2 separate regions of the Mus musculus genome follow, and region 2 is linked to region 1. The links are chromatin contacts, called in public Hi-C maps. All regions are on one chromosome and are shown on one strand. The core of a region is the stretch at or near the end of the contact, and the rest is flanking DNA. Distances in the headings are between cores, read along the strand shown.

Region 1 (3,138 bases), core at 132-2,631:
GTTTCATTATGTAGCCCTGGCTAGTCTGGAACTCACTGTATATACCTGGTTGTCCTTGAACTTACAGAGATTGGCCTGCCTCTGCCTCTGCCTCCACCTCCCTGGTACTGGGATTAAAGGCATGTGCTACCATGCCTGGCTTTGGGGCATGGGGGGTTCTATTTCATGTTCATAAAGTTATAGACAAACTTACACATCTTCAGATGGTACACACCAGCCTAAAGAGTTCTTTGTAAAGAGCCACGACTTCTGCTCTGCCAAGACTCACTATTGTTAGCTTCTGCATTGCCTCTGTCATGAGATTCTTTGAGGAGTGGGTGCTCACCACACTCCCAGGTGGAGCAGCACCACTGGTTAGGGAGCCACTACTACTCCCTATAATGGATGAAGTGACTCAGTGAAGTGTCAATTCCAGACTGCCAGAACTTAGATTTGAGACATTTAATAGTATTTATAGAAAAATAAACTCTGACAAAGTTATGTCTATGTACAAATCAACAACATTCTAATAAGAAATGGAGACCAGTTTAAAGCAAGTATCCGTCTTTAAATATTAAAAACAAAGACTACTTCACTTATCTATCTCCAACCAAAATGTCGTTAACAATATTCCCCAGAACAGATCACTGTTGGAGGTGACTCTTCCCCAGTATGGACATCACTCCTGGGCCACACTTAGGGAACAGCGTCTTTTTCTAGTGGGGGGAAGAAAAGAAGTGATTAAGATTGGATGTAGACCTAAGGAGCCCTGGGACACCTCTGCTGCCTCCATTATTCCTTGTTTCATCTGTCGTTCAGTGTTAGGAATCTGAATGGTTCTTGACTGTCACGGAATCCCCTCCATGGAGTTCACAGCTTCATATATTCCCCCCACCCCCACCCCCACCCCACACCACTAATTTCAGCTTTACCCTTGGGTCTCTGTTTTCTGATCTCATCTCTCCCAGCTTTCCCAGTGCTCTCTGGTCCACCCTGTACCTGGGATCATCAAATACCTGCATAGTCTTGTGATACACTCAGAGTCATCCCGGCACGAGGCACCAATGGGCCTGAGGGAAACCCCTCTCCAAAATGGGGTCATTCTCCGGGATCTCTTTGCTGAACTCACTTCTGGTACTGGGGAACTATTGACCTGTAGAGCAAAGGCATACTCACTTTAGCTGAGGAAGCACCCACCCTCTGCTGCACAGCCTCAGAAGAAGGGCCCTTTGCAGGTTGCAGGAGATCGAACTGCATTTCTAAGGACTGAGTCTGACTTGGAATTCCACGCCACTACTGTTTCCTTCCTTACCTGACCCAGCAGCAGCAGGCAAGTCAGGAGCACTGCAAAGAGTTTTAGCTGTAGCATCTTGGCAAAAGAATGATGTTGGAGTCTGAAAGCCAGGGGGCAGTTCCCGTTTCCTTTTATAGACCGACACCTATCTGCCTTTCTCATGGTTGCCAGCTGAGATGGGGCAAAGTTTGTTTGTAATCAGGATCGATGTAATCAGTTAATGTGTACCCAGAGAATGTACTCAAGGACTACACTCCAGGCACACTGTGCTTACTGCTCGTGGACTTTGATGGTGTTGCTGGTCTGGACCCTTACACCCATCTTATCAGAAATCAGCATTGTCCTACCTTGCCTCTGAAAGCCATGTGAATCCATGAGGGAGACTAGGAACCTTGCCATACTTTTAAGATAACTCAGCAGGCTGGGAATGTAACAGTGGGGACGTGTGTGATCCCCTGGTTCAATTCCCAGAGTGAAGGAAAAATTCTTAAAATAGCTCAGTGAGATGGTTATAATCAAAATCGGATTCTAATAAAGTCTTCAGGAGTAATGTTGACCTCTGAGCTTTTCTAGGCAAAACCCACTGACCTGTTGTGTACAGGCAATTAGGGAGGAGATGTAAACAGACTGTCTATGGTGCTCTAGTTCCCCCATCAGTCTACACTGCCATCTTAGTAGAGACCTGGCTATAAGGAGCTCAAACTGTACCTATCCTTAGGTCTTCGTTTTTAAAGACACACGAGGGAGGAGGTAGCAGAAACTTTTTTTTTTTTGGTTTTCGAGACAGGGTTTCTCTGTGTAGCCCTGGCTGTCCTGGAACTCACTCTGTAGACCAGGCTGGTCTCGAACTCAGAAATCCGTCTGTCTCTATCTCCCAAGTGTGCTGGGATTAAAGGCATGCGCTACCACGCCTGGCTGCAGAAACTCTTAACTTGGTGTCATTACAGCTTAGGTACTGACAACACCAAATGAATCATGTAGTTCGGGCTTTGGTGGAGCACTTTCAGCAGCCTCAGGGCAGCAGGTGGTAAACTGAGTCTGAAGCCCAAACACTGGCAAGAATCTGAAGCCCAAACAGTAGGCAAGAATCCCTGTAGGTTTCTAGGCTAACACTGAAGTGTACTGAATGTGAGTGATTATGGGTACTAAATGGCAAGACCTTTGATGTTGGTAACAGCTTACCACATAGCCCAGGCTAGCCCAATTTTATAGTCCTGCTGCAGTCTTTGAAGTGGACCACTATACTCAGCCATGGTAGTTTTAAAATTTTTGAGAGGGAAAGCTGAGATTGAAATCAGGATGTGCATAGGAGCTTAGATCTCCGTATGACCATAAGAAACCACACACACACAAAAATTACAAATAGATTTCTCTCTTCCTGATCTGATATCTCACATAATCTTTCCAAAGGCTCTTTTCATCTTCATGATTAAGCATTTGGACAAAAATCTTGTTTCTTTGTCAAGGCAAAAATGGAGGAACTGCCGAAGTGCTGAAGGTAGCAGTTGGTCACCAATCTAAGCAAAGCTAATGTCACTAATTGCCAAGGGAGAAGTGTGGTGAATGTCAGAGCTGGGATGGGGTGGGATTTAATGGCAAAGATCTGGGAACTCCTCAGCATAAAGAGTCACTGAATAAAGCCAGGTTGTGGTGGCAATGCACCTTTAATCCCAGCCCTTGGGAGGCAGAGGCAGGTGGATCTCCAGGTTCAAGGACAGCCTGGTCTACATAGTGAGTTCCCTGATGGCTACATAGAGAAACACTGTCTTTTTAAAAAAAAAGAAAAGAAAAAGAAAAACAAAAACAAAAACAAAAACAAAAACTGAGTAGACCCTGCCTACCAAACATAACCAGTAAATCCTACC
Region 2 (3,323 bases), core at 802-3,301, 360 kb after region 1:
TAATACCCAGAGCCCATGACTTCACTATGTTCTGTGGCAACAAGGGATCCAGCCTGCTAATCAGTTTAATCTGAAATAGAGAGGCGTCTGGGTTTGGTTGCATGGGCCTATAAACTTAATTACTCAAGAGACTAAGGCTCAAGAGGATGTTAGAAAAAAACATATTTATTTGTGGGGGGGGGGGGGTGTGCCATTGCATGTGTGTAGCTGTCAAAGGACAACTTGAAGGACTTGTTTTCCTCTGCCCACCATGTGGGTCCTGGGGCCTAGAACTCAGGTCGTCAGGGTTAAGTGCCTTTACCCCTGAAACTCTGCATTCATCCTGCTCTGGGGTATCTTAAAGTTGAGATTTGCTAGGCTACACGTTGAGTTCAAGGCACTCTGAGCTGATGTAACAGGACCCTATCTCAAAATTTAAAGGTTTTTTTCTTTCTTTTTTTTTTTTTTTTTGGTTTTTCAAGACAGGGTTTCTCTGTATAGCCCTCGCTGTCCTGGAACTCACTTTGTAGAACAGGCTGGCCTCAAACTCAGAAATCCACCTGCCTCTGCCTCCCAAGTGCTGGGATTAAAGGCGTGTGCCATCGCCGCCGCCACCACCACCACCGCCCAGCTAAGGGTTTCTTTCTTTTTTTTTGGTATTTATTTCATTTACATTTCCAATGCTATCCCAAAAGTTCCCCATATGCTCCCCCACCCCCGGCTAAGGGTTTCAAGTTCCATTTATTTGTTTGTTTATTGAGACAGGGTCTCACTACAAAGCTCTGGATGTCCTGAAACTCACTCTGTAAACAAGGCTGGCCTTGAACTCACAGAGATTCCCCCTGCCTCTGACTCCTGAGTGCTGGGATTAAAGGCATACACCGCTATACTCAGCCATTTACAAGGGTTCTTCTAAGTGGGAAAGAGGAGGACAAGGGAGATAGAACCAGAGACATGACAATAAGGAAAAGACAGGACCATCTATCACTGGTTTTGAATCTAGAAGGAGGCACCATGAAACTAAGAAATGGAGGAAGCCTTTAAAAACTGGACAATGAAGGGGATTTAAAAACCTTTTTTTTTTTTTTTTTTTTTTTTTTTTTTTTTTTTTTTTTGAGGCAGGAAACTCATTCTTCTATATATAGCCCAGACTGGCCTTAGGCTTTAGAACATTCTGGCTCAGTCTTTTGAGTGCTGGGGTTACAGGTGTGTGCTGCCTTGCCCATAGGCTGTTTCCTAGAGCCCATGTTTGCTATACACCCTGAGGATAGCCCTGCGGGACCTCTTCTGTCTCTTGGCCCCCTCAGAATTGTAACTGTGTGCTAGTCTAGGCCACGAAGTGCAAGGACATCTCTTACAGCGGCAACAGGAAACTGACACTCCTCAGAAGCTTCTAGAAGGGAGGCTGCAGCTGTACCAGGACCTAGACCTTGATTGGAGTCAGAATCACAGGACAAACATGTTACCTCTCAAATGAACCCTCCCTGGGATGGCCAGGGAGAAGATCCTGTGGATCTCCTCTGTCCTAGGGCCCAGGGAGCACTGGGAGTGTAGAGGTTTAGTAAAAGAGCCTGTCCATCTGGGAAAATCAAAGCCTGGGATAGGCCAAGAAGGACAGTGCCTCTGCAGGACACGCCGATAGGGAACCTGCCCAAGGTTGAGCAGTCTCTGGATGAGCGCCTGTAAACTGAGGCCCTCAGGACAGCCAGACAGAACCTATAGGACCTGGCTAAGGACTCTCCAGGGTAAAGCCTGTGGTCACACTCACTGGTCTTCAGTGCTTAGCTGTCCTTGCTAGGGGGGTCCAGTGTGGCTCGGGGAAGGCATTTAAAGGAAGTTACTGCATTAGGTACCAACCAGATCTGCATAACTAGCTTAACTAGCTGTGTGGCCTCACCCAGGCTACTGGCTCCACTGGCGGCCTCAGCATCTTCATTCACAAAGTGGAAGCGATGTTGGTTGTCAACTTGACACACCTAGGAAGAGAGAATGAGGACCCAGGCTGTGATAGTGCCACCATCGGATTGGCCTGAGGTTGGTCAGTGCCAACAAGCTGAGCAAGCTTCAGGATGGCAGCCAGCAGGCAGTGTTCCTGTCTCTGCTGTGCTTCCTGACCGGGCCCTCCTCTGACTGATGGCGTAACCTGTAAGCCAAAGAGAACCTTTCTTCCCTACGTTGTCTGTGGTCAGTGTTAATCACAACAGAACACCCATTGAACAGTGGAGAGAACAGGGTCTGTCTCAGAGGCTCACAGAGCTTGTGGGTCTGTGAGAGAAACAAGGATCCTGCCAGAACCGTAGTCCGCCTGCCTTTTGGTGTGTGTGTGTGTGTGTGTGTGTGTGTGTGTGTGTGTGTGAGATCAGTGCATCCTGAGGGGAAGGAAGGACAAGTGCAAAGTCATTAGAAGCTCTTCTCACCCTCAGGCAGGAGGCTGTAGCCCAGCCATGAGAGCAGGGCCCGGCCGAGGCTCCTCACCTCTGTAGCAGCTCACACAGGATGCGGATTCGAGAGCCACCCTTGTCCCCACAGGATGTCCTGCTGGCTACAGCTTTGCACTATGCTTGTTTGTTTTATGTACCAACCTCCTAATGGGGTCTCACTATATACCTCAGAAACTGGCTTTGAATTCACAGCAATCCTCCTGCCTTAGTCTTCTGAATGATAGGATTACAAGTGTGCAAATGTGTGTTTCTAAGCCTGGCTCTTTTTTTTTCCCCCTTCTTCCTTTTTTTTTTTTTTTTCCCCCGGAGACAGAGTTTCTCTGTGTAGCCCTGGCTGTCCTGGAACTCACTTTGTAGACCAGGCTGGCCTCGAACTCAGAAATCCACCTGCCTCTGCCTCCCAAGTGCTCTATTAAAGCGTGCGCCACCACTGCCCAGAACCACCTTCTTTTAAGGAATGTTTTTTTGTGCACTCATGAACTCTCCACATCCCACACCATGGATGCCTGTACTAGGAAGGCTGCAAAGACCACACCAGTCGTTTTCAGAAGCCATCACTCCTAGATGCAGGGCCACATGCAGTCAGTGGCAGGCAGGGGAGTCTTTAGGGAGAAGCAAACCTCTAATCCTAAAAGGTCAGCCCTAATTGCATGTGACTCCTGTATTCAGGAGGGGAGAGAGGGCGGGAAAGGAACTGGAGAGAGGAGAGGAGGGTTAGATGAAGATACAGTCAACTTGTATACGAAATTCTTTTTTTTTCGAGACAGGGTTTCTCTGTATAGCCCTGGAACTCACTTTGTAGACCAGGCTGGCCTCGAACTCAGAAATCCGCCTGCCTCTGCCTCCCGAGTGCTGGGATTAAAGGCGTGCGCCACCACGCCCAGCTGCATACAAAATACTTAA

What was found. A called contact is a pair of places that touch in the nucleus more often than the background predicts.
Region 2: a contact with region 1 is called in a Hi-C map of liver, with 2.7 times the contacts expected there. The contact joins the enhancer-like site here to the promoter of Leap2 in region 1. A contact is called at or near these places in 1 of 484 Hi-C or Micro-C datasets (liver), 6 of 115 datasets of contacts at active chromatin or transcription factors (bone marrow-derived dendritic cells, effector CD8 T cells, embryonic stem cells and 2 more) and 1 of 9 other capture datasets (adipose tissue).

What each region holds. Positions count from the first base shown.
Region 1 is chr11:53,421,755-53,424,892 of GRCm38.p6, forward strand. It overlaps Leap2 (liver-expressed antimicrobial peptide 2), which reads right to left and starts at 1,382. Exons shown (of 3, transcript NM_153069.3): 1 at 1,292-1,382; 2 at 996-1,132; 3 at 427-695. The coding sequence starts at 1,348. The coding sequence ends at 659. It overlaps Aff4 (AF4/FMR2 family, member 4), which reads left to right. Exons shown (of 21, transcript NM_033565.2): 21 at 1-76.
Region 2 is chr11:53,784,395-53,787,717 of GRCm38.p6, forward strand. Gm12216 (predicted gene 12216) reads right to left here. Exons shown (of 4, transcript NR_033332.1): 4 at 1,095-1,955. Among named protein-coding and RNA genes, the nearest start is that of Irf1, 16 kb to the left of the region's middle. Within about 2 kb of position 2,052, at least 79 of the 459 cell types and tissues checked have an H3K27ac peak or open chromatin away from gene starts, as enhancers often do. A contact at or near this core is called in adipose tissue, effector CD8 T cells, liver and 1 more, where this site is marked.